Linked DNA regions of Mus musculus: region 2 is linked to region 1. A link is a contact called in public HiChIP or PLAC-seq data. All regions are on one chromosome and are shown on one strand. Each heading gives the region's core, a stretch centred on a gene start, on an enhancer-like site or on the middle of the called end of the contact. The rest is flanking DNA. Distances are from core to core; before and after follow the strand shown.

Evidence for each region. HiChIP or PLAC-seq counts read pairs in DNA pulled down with a chosen protein or histone mark.
Region 2: a FOXA1 HiChIP or PLAC-seq map of pancreatic cancer cells shows a contact between it and region 1. The contact joins the promoter of Hoga1 here to the promoter of Pik3ap1 in region 1. A contact is called at or near these places in 2 of 39 promoter capture datasets (hippocampal neurons and liver) and 1 of 115 datasets of contacts at active chromatin or transcription factors (pancreatic cancer cells).

What each region holds. Positions count from the first base shown.
Region 1 is chr19:41,383,498-41,390,214 of GRCm38.p6, forward strand. It overlaps Pik3ap1 (phosphoinositide-3-kinase adaptor protein 1), which reads right to left and starts at 1,605. Exons shown (of 17, transcript NM_031376.4): 1 at 1,460-1,605. The coding sequence starts at 1,472.
Region 2 is chr19:42,042,459-42,048,914 of GRCm38.p6, forward strand. It overlaps Hoga1 (4-hydroxy-2-oxoglutarate aldolase 1), which reads left to right and starts at 3,412. Exons shown (of 7, transcript NM_026152.2): 1 at 3,412-3,652. The coding sequence starts at 3,460. It overlaps Ankrd2 (ankyrin repeat domain 2 (stretch responsive muscle)), which reads left to right. Exons shown (of 9, transcript NM_020033.2): 6 at 1-9; 7 at 1,295-1,393; 8 at 1,585-1,683; 9 at 2,403-2,652. The coding sequence ends at 2,549.

The sequences.
Region 1 (6,717 bases), core at 355-2,854:
TGTTCCGTGTATCTCAAACACATAGAATAGACCCCTTGCCTGGGACATACTCCTCCCCAGGACCCCCTGCCTTCCCTCCTTCAGGGCTTGCCTACTTTCCCCTGTCCACTTTCCCGATGCACCTGCCTTGATTTTGTTATTCAATGAGCTGTTGCCTCCCCTGTTCTCAGTTACACAGCTTTCATCTTCTTACGACAGTGCCTGGAAACGGCAAGCACTCAATAAAGTTTGTCCAGTGAGTGGACCCTGAGCCACAGTGCTGCTTTATCCCATAGAGCCTGGCTAGGGAACCGCAGGCCATTGATGAACCACCCTCCCAGCCCCTTCAATAATAATAATAAGCATGTATTATCAAAGCCTTTTCTACCTTCGTTCCAAAGTACCATGACCCAAGGCTAGACCTTAGCAGATCTGGAGACAGTTGGCTTTAGCATCTGCTCCCTTCCCTCCCAAGCATTGACTTCCCCCAGCCCACGCTACACGATCTCTCTCAAGAGATGCTATCATCTGGTTTTCATTCTCTCTCAAAGCATCACGCTGGAGCTAGGTAAACACAAGTCAGCCAAACCGAAAACATGGCAACTCTCTCTTCTCATCTAGCAATTCCTCATTTAGTTACTGTTTTCTTTCACACCACCAAAACTCTGTGGTGAACAGAGACCAGACCGACAAGGTTCTCACCAAGAATCTACTACGCCTATAGCCACTGAGGTGTATAGGTGCTGCTCACTAACTGTCTCTCAACGTTGTCCTTACATGGTTTGTCCTGAACCTCAGCGAGCTAAGGACTTGCCAAGTGTACATATGCTCATGAGCTAGAAAGAAACCCAAGACCAACCAGAAGAAACTTCTGGCACCTTTTGATGATTTGCCCACCAAATTCCAATTACCCCTGGGCACATAAGTTACATAGAGAACAGAGTAAGAGTAAAATTAGAGTGTGGTCTCGGTTTTTTACCAAAATTCCAGAGAAGATATACAATCGCGGTGGACAAAGGGGGCTTCTGAAGCTGTCCCTGGACCACCTAAGACTGCCTGAGCGCCCCCTATTGGTTGGATAAGACCCTAAGAGAAGCATCTGGCTTCTTACAGAATCCGCCCTCCACCTCCTATCAACTGTCCTCAGAGTACTCAGAGTTAGAGCTGAGAAAGCGACCCTTGGCAACTTACAGCTAGAAGGGAGAAAAGAAGACTTAGAAACTGGGATAGGTCGAGCCCCAGGCAGGAGCAAGACAGAATCGTGCACAGACCGGTTAGGGGAAACGTGAGAAAGTTCAGAGGGGAAGTTTGCGACAGAGACTGGAGAAAAGACCGGAAAGAATACAAAATCCCCTCACTAAAGACTAAAGAAGTAGGGAGACAGGTCTCAAGACTGGGAGGGTGGTGTCAGAGAGCCTCAAGGACCAGGGGCGCGCGAGCCAGGAGCCGGGAGCTGGAGAGCGCTGCGCCTGCTACCCACCTGAGGCTGCCATGCCGTCCCGGGAGCAGCTCGCATCCCCGGCTGGCACCGGAGCACGGTATCCGGTGCCCACAGCCGCGGTAGGCGACGTCGCTGGCGCGGGGTTAGAAGCAGAGTCCAGCTGTGCTCAGGACAGTGGCGACTCTGGCGCTTCCTCCTGCCGGGCAGCGGGGACTCGCACGGGGGCGTGTCCAGAGGGTCTGCCCCGCCTGCGGGGCTCCGCGTGGCACCTGCACGCGCGGCGGTTGGGGAGGGGAAGTGAGAAGTCCACACGACCAGCCGCCAGCTCCCGGCGCCGACCCCTGCTCGTGCCACGTGTGTCCCGAAAGCAGGCAGCCACCTCGATGTCCCCCAAGAGCAGTCTGAGGTGCTGGAACTGGGGGAGGGAAGACAGACTGTAGGGCTAGCTAGTCTCAGACTTGAAGTGGGGAGGCATAGCACAGCTGTCCCAACCACCTTGTCCCTTGGGACTTGTCCTTGAGACACTGCCCCCAAGAATAGGGAAGGCCTGCAGGAAGGGGAAGGAGAAGCACCTGGCCCTAGGGTCTTGGCGTTGCCCTTGGGTGCCCTCCTGTGACCCTTCTGCATTTCCTTGGATCTGGCCCTCTAAGGGCACATGGGTGTTAAGCATAATCTTTGATAGATAGATGTTATCACTGCCAAGAACCTTCCACACACGATTGTTCCACTTCCACTATCAGAGCTCTTTGGCTTTCTTCCATCTTCCTCCACTTTAAAAAAAAAAAAAAAAATCTTAGTTTATTTATTTTGTGTGCTTGTGTGGGAATGTGCATGCACATGTTGTTCGGTTCACAGAGTGGACAGAGTCTGTTCTCTCCTTCCACCATGGAGTTCTGGTAAATCAAACTGATCAAAGTGGCTAGACACTAGGCAGCAGGCACCCTTACCCTGAGCCATGTCACCAGCCCCTTTCCCACTTCTGAGGGAATACATTAAACTGCCCGGATCGTCCAGGAAAAGACATCTAAGGGCCCCTTGATGGCAGCCTCAATACATCTATCTACAACTTCAGACCCTTGTCCTATAATGTAGCAAATTCACAGATCCTAGAGATTTGAGTCTGGGTATCTTTGGGCATAGTTTCTCCACCTAACACAGGCCAAGGGTCCCTAAAGCAGAGATGAACATGCTGCCTGCCATTCCCCCTGTTTAGGATATCCTTGGCCTCTGCCCCTACTCTGACACACCGTGATAGCCATTTCACACTATTAGAGTTCTTTAATTGAGCTTATAAAAACATTTCTTTATTTTTTCCAGAATGGCTTTAATTGATGCTTCCTGTATTCAGCTCTAAGTTCCTCAAAGTTAGCTCAATCTTTTTTGCTGTGGAGTCTCTATCCTCTGGTGCTAACTCTGGCCAGAAAATGTGCTCAGAAATGCATATGACCAGTAAATCCTTAGATCTGAGATCCAGGGACAGACCCCTCTTTTGAGACACTGAAAATTTGAGAATCCTGAGCCAAGAAGGAGGGACTATAAAATGCCAAAGTTAAGCCGGATGTTATAAAAGCCATTAGAGAGCAATGCTAACGGGAGGATTTAAAGTTTAGAGATCCTGAGCTTGAAGTGTCTGTGTGATGGGGAGCCCTGTCATGGCAGAAGGGCAAGGATGCAAAGGGTTGGGGGTTGAGAACCTTGTCATGGATGCCATCGTTGGAGTTGAGGCAGCAGTAGTGGGTGGGGCAAGGGGGTAAAGAGACAGAACCAGAGCAAGGGCAGAGCCATGGAGACGCCCACGCAAGACCACGGGTGCTTCTGCATCTTTGCTGAGTAGGAACAGGAACCCAATGTTTGGGAGGACCAGGCATGGGGGCCTTGGAGGCAAGGCTGTTAGTATTTGAGGATCACTGTGAGGCCCTGGGGAGAATGTCACCAGGCAGAAGGACAAGCCACTGCTGACACTGTAACCAATATGCAGGAGCCCAGGCTGGAGCAGCGGAATATGAGCAGGAAATGGGATGGGTGGTAGGACCAGAGCGTGGAGCAGGGACGGAGTTTAGCACCCTGAATTCTTATCTGACTCCTTCACTTACCGTTATGGAGCCTCGGCCAAGCTGTGACCCTGAAAGCCCACAGCTTCCTGGTGTGGACAATGAAGGAATCCCAGGTCAGAAAATATAAGACTCAAACACCAGCCCTCAGGATCCTACCTGAGCCTGAAGCCTCCTTCATGCCCCTGGACCTCTGGACATAGATGATCTATGTCCCCTGTTAGAGTCACTTTATAATCACTTGGCCTATATTTGAGGCCAAATCCCTAATGTCCCCGCCTCAAAAGCATGCTCCCCTCTTCTGACTGCAGGTTCTAGAAGAGTAAGGGCCCTTTCCTGACTTTTAACCATGATAATCTGGATGACATCAACCTAAGTATTCCTGCCCCTTCTCCAGCTGTTAGAGGTCACCTGTCAGGGGCAGGCAAGGTCTTGGTCACTCAGTCTACTGGCCACGTTTCTCACATTGTGGAGCCGCATTGGTTCCTGGAATTTGGCTGGGAGAGGACCCCAGAGGTCAATACTCCTGGGTGAAAGGGCATTCCTAGTTTTGGACACAAGCCACCATGTTTCTCTGATCAACAGAAAGAATCAGGTTAGGGGAAATAGTGTCTCCAGTTTTGCATCTCTGATATGACAGAATATTGCTCATCAGAAGAAGGGCCCATCTGCCATCCAGAAGAAGTCCCACTAAGTGGATGGAGAGGGTGGGGGACTTAGACCTGATGGTTACATGTTTGATATTGGCAAAGAAGAGCCAAAGGAGCCGGGCGTGGTGGCGCATGCCTTTAATCCCAGCACTCGGGAGGCAGTGGCAGGTGGATTTCTGAGTTCGAGGCCAGCCTGGTCTACAGAGTGAGTTCCAGGACAGCCAGGGCTATACAGAGAAACCCTGTCTACAAAAACAAAAACAAAAAAACCCAAAAAAAACAAAAACAAAACAAAAGAGAGAGAGAGAGAGAGAAGAGCCAAAGGAAAAGAAATTTCTATTCTTTATTTCAAGATGCTATTTTGAGATTATAAGTCTGAGGACCTCGGTGTTCTTGTGGGCCATCTCAATCCATCCTAATTCCCTTAGCTTTTCTGTGAGAATGGTACTGCTAGTATACATCCCCTGTAGACCAAATGTTGGCATCAGGACCTCTGAAACCTATGACATCACATAGGCGACAGTGCAACTTGTGACCTGCAAACCTGTTGTCAAGGCAACAGGCACCATATTCCCAACATCCACTTGGCTCACCTCCCACCTTTACCTGTGTTACATCATTCCCCATATAAATTAGGAAAACACCCCTCCCTCTCTCTTTCTCCCCCTCTTCTCTTTCTGCCGCCACCGTCTCTCCTTTTCCCTAATAAAACCTCTTCCACATGGAACTGCCCTGGCCTAGCGTGCTGTTGAGACGTGACCTTCACATTCTAACACATCACCAAAAGGTCAAGAACTTCTGCCCAAGGGTATACAACCAGCAATTGCAAAACTGTTTGAACACAGTCATTGCTGTGACCAAGTGACAGAGCCAATGCACGTGACCAAGTGAAAATACGTATCAGACTCTGCTTTGGCCTAAGTCACCTATGCTGGCGTCACTTCCATGGCAGTGGAAATTGCAGATGTTCTGTCACCTGTGGGCTCCCTCTGCTATGCCTGGCCTGGACAACTCTCCAAAAAAGGAGTTTGGGAGTGGAAGTTCACCCAGCATGTCTTACTCCCGCTCATGCTCTGAGCTGGGCAGTCCATTGGAGGCAAGCCTCCTCTTCCCATATCCTCTCCTCCAATGCCTTGTATGGGACTCAGCCCACAGCTGTTTTTAAATCACCAAGTACAAGCCTTTCAGTTTGTAGCTGGAGTTGCTAATGTGCAGGTTAAGTTACCTGCCTCCGTTCACCCCACCTTCCTATGGAAAGCTTTATTTTCACCCTGTTCCAGAGTCCCAAGACACTGGGGCCAGTATATACCATCAAGGTGCAGTGTGTGAAGACAGGATTAAAATGGACTTTTAGGCTGGATTTCAGAGGAGGTGCTGAGTGACCGCTGTTCCAGGCAGTTTCAACCTGACCCAGCAGGGCATCCTATTAAAAGCCCAACACAGGATATTGTGACATTCTGAGAGCAAGCAGCTTTGCAAAAGACTGGAAGCCTCACCTTCTTGCAACAATGTGGCCATCTTCTCTGTTCACCATTGTAGCCCCTCTTTCTGAAGGCCCTCTGAAGGAGCTCAGAGGCCCCTCTGCAACAGCAATGCTAATTGCAGGCCTGCAACCCAAGTTCAAAGACACAAAATTCTAGGCATCTGCCTTTTGGCTCCAGTGAGGTAATTTCCTGAACATTTGCCATTTTTTAATCCATTCATTGCTCAGGAGCTGCCTTATCTCCCGCCTGTGAAAAAGGAATGTGAAAAATGTCATAGCGTTGTCACCGTGTCTGCATTCCCTCACTGTTTTCTAGTTCCGTTGCTGTGATAAAACCCACTAACTAAAGACAACTTGGGGGGAAAAGGGTTAACTGACATTACACTTCCAGATCACAATTAATCACAGAGAGTAATCCGGGCAGGAACTCAAGGCAGGAGCCAATTAGGAAAGCTGTTTACTGCCTCCTTCTCTGACTGATGCCCAGCTAGCTTTTTTTTAGGCATGGCAGACCCATCTGCCAGGAGATGGTGACATTCACTGTATGCTGAGTCTCCCTGCATCAATTTAAAATGCAGAAAATCAGCCGGGCAGTGGTGGCACACGCCTTTCATCCCAGCACTTGGGAGGCAGAGGCAGGTGGATTTCTGAGTTCGAGGCCAGCCTGGTCTACAGAGTGAGTTCCAGGATAGTCAGGGCTATACAGAGAAACCCTGTCTTGGAAAACCAAAAAAAAAAAAAAAAAAAAGAAAGCAGAAAATCCCCCATCTTCTTTCTTACAGACCAGTCTGATCAAGGCAGTTCTTTAGTTGAGGTCTTCTCTTCACAGGGGATTCTAGGTTGTGTCAAACTGGCAGTAAAAACTAACCAGGACACTTTGTTTCTTATTCGAGGGTAGCAATGTGCTGTATTAAAGAGTTCCATTCCCAAGCATCTCTTGCAGGTTTAGCAGAGACTAACAAGATAAATGAAAGCCACCCAGTGGAATCTAGGGATGTCCTTAATAAGAGATTTAAGTTTGCTAGATCTTTTTTCCTTTTCTGCCTTTGTTTTATCTCCTGCCTGAGATGTAAATGAGACAGTTAGACGTCAAACATCCTTCTTGAATTGTGA
Region 2 (6,456 bases), core at 2,162-4,661, 660 kb after region 1:
AGAGACAAGGTGAAGCAGTGCTTCAGTACACATTGGGGTGCATGGGAGGATGGGGACAGCCAATGGCAAACAAGCTCAAGTGGTGGCCGGTGGGCAGGTAAAGGACCAGCCTGGTTTCTAGTCAGCTGCAGAGAGGCTTCCGGCCCTCCAGGGAGCTTGGCAGGAGCAAGCGCTGAGAGGAGACAAAGACAATACTCTCTTGGAGCTGTGGTCCACTGAGAAGATACAGGGTTTGTACATCCTTGGCATCCGCCATCCTTCATCATCCACCCGCCTGTCCATCAGTTTATTCATTTATTCATCCATCTCTTTACATGGAACCTTGAACAAATACCTTGGCTTCCAAGGCACCGTTTGTCAGCCGTAAAACGTGTGGAGTTCTTACATAGATTAGGAGGAGAATGTTTGTAAAGGAATTACTTTTTAACACAAGAAGCTTTTGCCACATCTACCACAGTCATTTCTCAGTTAATGGCATCGAATATAATTATTCAAAAATGCCGGAGCTGGGTGATGGTTTCACATCTTTAATCCTAGTACTCGGGAGGCAGAGGCAGGAGGACCACTAAGATCAAGGTCAGCCTGGTCTACACTGTGAGACTTTGTCTCATTAAAAAAAAAAAATTACTAAAGAAAGTGCGCCAGGTGTGGTGTGTGACTCCATGGTAGCATACTTGTTTAGTATGTGCAAGATCATGGGCTCAGTCCCACTGTTCCAATGAATAAGCATGTTAATTGATTGAAGGAGAACCTAGATACCTGGGAGGCAGAGATAAGAGAATTGAGAGTTTGCAGCTGCCTGGGCTAGGTAGTGAGGCCCTGACTTTTTTTTTTTTTTTTAAGATTTTATTTATTTATTTTATGTATATGAGTACATTGTAGCTGTCTTCAGATATACAAGATGAGGGTATTGGATTCCATTACGGATGGTTGTGAGCCGCCATGTGGTTGCTGGGAATTGAACTCAGGACCTCTGGAAGAAGTCAGTGCTCTTAACCGCCGAGCCATCTCTCCAGCCCAGAGTCCCTGACTTTTTACAAAGGTGGAGGAGTGGACAATAGTTCACTGCCAGGCAAGAAGGGAACTGTAGTAGGCTCGCCAGAGGAGGTGGCACTTAGAGCTGTACGATCAGGCAACTGGGAGGGATAGTGGTATGTTGGACCATTCTCTCCTGTCCAAGGCTCAGGCTTTGGCACTCGGACTTGAGAGTAGGATTAAGCTGGAGATAGCTCTTCCACCCCAGGATACCACAGCCCAGGCCCATGTGCCAACAGTCCTGTTTCCTCCCGCACAGCTACTGAGCACTCCCCTGCATGTGGCCGTCCGTACTGGACACGTGGAGATTGTGGAACATTTTCTTTCCCTGGGCTTGGATATCAATGCCAAAGACAGAGTGAGTCCTTGCTTGCTCCCCTGCTCAGCCAATATGGGTGTAACAGCAGCCTACCAGGCTGCCAAGGGCGAGTAGTCCTTCCTTACAGGACCCTAGGGTGTCTGCTTCTGAGCAAGGTCTTTAGCCCCATCTCCTATCACCCTACCCACCCACTGACCTCAAGGGTTACCTGTGTGCTACACTGATTCTAGGAAGGGGACAGTGCCCTACATGATGCCGTGAGACTCAACCGCTACAAAATCATCAAACTGCTGCTCTTGCATGGGGCGGACATGATGGCTAAGAACCTGGTGAGTCTGTTCCTCGGGCTTGGTGGTTTGGGGTGCCCTTGCATGGTGGATGTTCTGCAGAGGCCATGGGGCAGCCACAGCCTAGGTACTCATGTCATTGGCGCTTGGCTACACCATCCTAATCCCAGGTCTCCCTTCATGTGTCAAGGCCCAAAGCATAAGTTTAGAGAAACAATAAGAGAGGTAATGGGAGGACTTCCCCAAGGTTCCCAGATAGGTGAAGGGGATCGCAGTGCCCAGGCCCAATCCATGGAGGGCCAGTGGAAAGGGAATCAAATTACTTGGTTGGTGTGGCCATTCTAGCACCTCATGTTGGTTCGTGGTAGGTCTCAGACTTTCTATGAATAGATGTCCTCTGGCCCAAGCCTATCTATTGGTTCACAGAACAATCACAGGAGAGGGGCATGGAAAAGTTCTTCTGGCACAGGAAAGCATAGGGACATTGAGGGAAGCAAGAGCACATGGAGAGGGTGTGGATGGTCTTAGCCTTGCAGACACTGGGGCTGGACGATTCATAATGAAGGGACTTTCCTGTGCACTGTCCCAGCATCTCAGGTCTCTGCCCACTAGATAGCAGTAGCAACCATAACCTCTAGTTGTGAAATGCAAGATGGCTTTACCCCTGGGCATTTGCCTCTAGCTGAGAACCACTGGTACAGCTGAAGACAATTTCGGGTGGACTGCTCAAATCTGAGTATGTCTACTTCTATTTTCTCCAGGCGGGAAAGACCCCCACGGACCTGGTCCAGCTCTGGCAAGCAGACACCCGGCATGCCCTGGAGCATCCCGAGCCAGAATCAGAGCAGAACGGACTGGAGAGGCCTGGGAGTGGCCGTGAGACACCTCAGCCTATACCAGCCCAGTAAATACCTACCCGGAGCTGGGCACCCAACCCCCTACTATGAGCTGCCTGCAGCCAGTCTAGCAGGAACACCCCTAGATGCAACACAATAAAGTGCTGGCTTTGCTATTTGTGGCGTTTGTCTCTGTTCGTGCTCCAAACACGTAAGAGCAAAGACTGGATGCTAGAGTGAGCTTGGGAACGCAGGAAATGTGGAGTCCCTTGGGTCCTGAATTAGTAGGTCTCCCGACGCTGGCCTGGCCTTGCTTTGTCCCTCTCATCCTGCTTTTCTTTCCTAATCCCTGGGGCCGCGATTGTGGTATGTTTCACACTGTGGCATACTCATCTTCTGCTCCTATCTTCAAGACTGTTCCATGGAGCTGTGTGTCCCTGTGTGGCCAGCAGAGGGCTAACACGTGACGGCCCTTGGCAGCCACTTGTAGACAGGAGGAGTGATTTTTCACAACTGCTTCTGGAAGAGCAAGTGGTTGGCTACAGTAGGGCGGGGCCAGGCCAGCTCAACCAATCAGTTCCGTCATGTTCAGCCAGCCTGGAAACGGAGGGTGTGCGTGTTGGGGTCGGGGGTAAGGGTGGGGTGGGTGGCTCCAGGCCCTGGCGCTGGGTAAAGAGGTCCCTGTCAGAGACTGTTTTTAGTGTTGAAACCCCAAGGGCCAGCTCTCTTTTAGGCCGTAATTGTGGCGTTTCTCCAGCGGCTTTCCAGCAGGGAAGAAAGCCGGCCTGGAGACTCTCTAGACCCGCCCCCGACCTGGGACACCCAGTGCAAAGCTGCACGCTCCCAAGCCATGCCCACAGGTTGTGGTGGGAACACAAAATTTTAACTGTGTATGTAGATCATTAACAGAGCGGGGAGGAAGGAGTCCAAACTCAGTTCCCCTGTGGTCACAGACAGCTGAGGCTCCAGACCTCCCGCAGAAATGCTGGGCCCCCAAATTTGGGCCTCCATGAGGCAGGGTCTGAGCAGGGGCTTGTCTAGGAATGTGAAGGGCAAGAAGGTAGACATTGCCGGCATCTACCCACCCGTGACCACCCCATTCACCGCCACCGCAGAGGTAGACTATGGGAAACTGGAAGAGAACCTGAACAGACTGGCCACCTTCCCCTTTCGAGGTAAGAGGGAAGTTGGGGAGCCAGATCCAGGAGGGTGGGGAGCTGTGGGGAAGCTCTGGCACTTTGGACAGAGCCTCACCTGCCTTTGTTTCCCCATCTGGGAAGGGCTAAGGCACCTTCTTTACTCCCAGGGTTATTGTAGTGAAAACATGGGGCAGTGAATGGGGGCATCCTTGTCTCTCAGGCCCGCTTGCTGATGGGAAGGCGCTAGCCAGGTCACACAGGAGGGCAGCCTGTTTTCAGCCTCCTTCCCCCTGGAGCCTGCCTGGGGGCTCAATGTGCTGGATCCTCTGATCCACCTCTTGTTTTAACCTGGGTCCTCTCCTTGAGGCCACGGACTACATCCTATGTGAGATTCATCTGCCTCACAGACATAGGTCCAGTAAGAGAAGGTAGAAAAGGGCAGTCCCCTGCCCTGCTCCATCCCATTCCACCCACCCAGAGCAATTCCTGGTCAGTGCTGTCAATGACACCATCTTGTAGGAGGGAACGTGGGCTCCCAGAGATGTGGTCACTGTCTAAAGCCACTCAGCTAACACATAGCTGAGCTGAGACTTGAACTGCTGACTAGAAGCTCTGTTCTGCCCACTGATTCTAAGTTGTGGGATCTATCTAAGACTATCCCTACAAATGTCGTTTGGTGGGTACCAGCTTGGAAAATGGCTTCCCTCTGACTGAGAAGAAGGTACAAGCTAGCAGCTAGGATAGTGGACTCTAGTTTCCAGTTGCAGTTTTGCCAGTGGTCTTACTCCGTGGGATACTCTAGCCCTGTTTCCCCATATGACACACGGGAGTGATAATGCTCTTGCTGTGGGGCAGCCAGAAGAAGAATCTGGAAGAATGTGAAGAAAAAGAATGGTATAGATTCTATAGTGCTATAGATTGGAAGGGATAGACTCTTGGGAAGTCTCAAACCCTGGGAGAACTATCTGAAGGATCTATTTAATATATCAAAGCGGACCTGGCTGCCAGGTTCTCCCAGCCTCCTTCAGTCCCTACCTGTTACAGGTATGGCTGGCATACCCCACCCTCTAGTTCCCTCTTTCCCCAACTCTCCAGCTCGGGGGCTGGGCTGCCCTATCCCAGAGGCTCTTCTCTGTAGAGTGCAGCCATTTTGGTTATCCACCCCTTTCTTTTACATCTTGGCCCCTGCACCTGATTCCCTTCCCTCCCATCCCCCGTCCCCTCCTTCCTCTCCTCAGTGGCTCAGGGTCCTGGTCACTCTGGACTCTCCCAGATGTTTCTGCCTCTGGCTATGCTCTCCCTTTGACCTACAATGAACTTTTCCCTCCACCACACCTAGGAGCAGTCATGCCCTTTTTCAGTTTTTATTTTTTTTTTTATTTTTTCATTCAACACTGTAGCAAAACTGCTTGGTGCTTGGTGACAGTGACCACTGGCCCAGGTGAGCCCACTTCATAGCTCAGGACCCAGATGATGTTTGTGAAGGGACAGTGGCCTTTGGGTGCACGTTCTGAGTGAGCAGGGGATAGCATGGCTACTAGAACTTGCTTATGCTGGCCTGGAGGGATAACCCTTAGCTTCAAATTGAACACTGTGCTTCAGCTTAAAGATCAAGGACACTTAGTGTAGGGGCCAGAAGACTGGCTTCTGTATCCATTGTGTTTCTGAAATCCTGTATTTAGGATTTCACAGAGATCTCCACAGTTGTCTTTGAATTCCCCCTTTGTCTCTCTAACTCATGCAACCAGCATCGGGTGCCCTGGGCAGGTTTGTTGTTTGGTTGGTTGGTAGAGGGAAGGATTTGGCTTCTGGGTTCCTGATGCTGTCTGATTCCTCCATTCACCACATAGCAGGAGATTGGGGCTTTGGGAGGAAGGCGACCAATCTCTGAAGTTGGAAGACTCCTCCTCTGGCTATTATAGCAACTGAGAAATCACACTCAGGCTGGAGAGATGGCTCAGACATTAAAGGCTAGGCTCACAACCAAAAATATAAGAGAAATCACACTCCCTCTGTAGTCCAGTTTCCTTACTTGAGAATAGGAGCTAAGCCCTCAGGATCTTAGCCAGTGGCTCAGTATAATTCCCCCAAGATAGGCAGCCAAGATAGGCTGGCACAGAGGACGAAGAGTCAGGGGTGTCTTTTCAAGGTTCTTGCACTTAGCCAAACATTGATATTTCTCTTTCTGGAATAGACCTTGCAATCTTAACACTCAGGAGAAGATAAAGACAGTTGCCAAATGCTATTGCTACTTTGTATCAGTGTGGGTAACAAGCCCTCCAAAGAGGTGGGAACCTGCCCTTGGTGCTTCAATGAACACAGAATATTCTTGAAGGCTTAGTCTGAGACTGTGAAGTTATTTGTTTTGATTTGTTTTTTTTTGAGACGGGGTTTTTTTCTGTGTAGTCCCGGTTGTCCTGGAATTCCCTCTGTAGACCAGGCTGGCCTCGAACTCAGAGATCCCTGCCTCTGCCTCTCAAATGCTGATAAAGTATTGTTAATTTGTGATTGTTTAAATGAAGAGTATTCCTTTAAAATAAAAGTTAAGGACGAGATGGCACACTGGGTAACGGCTCTTGCTGTCAAGCGATTTGTTAAGTCCAATCTCCAGAATCTATGTAAGGTGGAAGGGGAGAACTAGTTTCTACAAGCTATCCTTTGACCTCCACGTGCATGCCATGGTACACATGTCTCTCCCCTCCCACAAATAAATAAGTGTAAAAGGCATTTTGGGGGGACAGATTAACTAATACTTTATCAAATGTGTTAAAAAAAACCCACAATTATTAATAAAAGGACCATGCAAAACCTTTAGCCTCTGTTTATGGAAAATACATGTC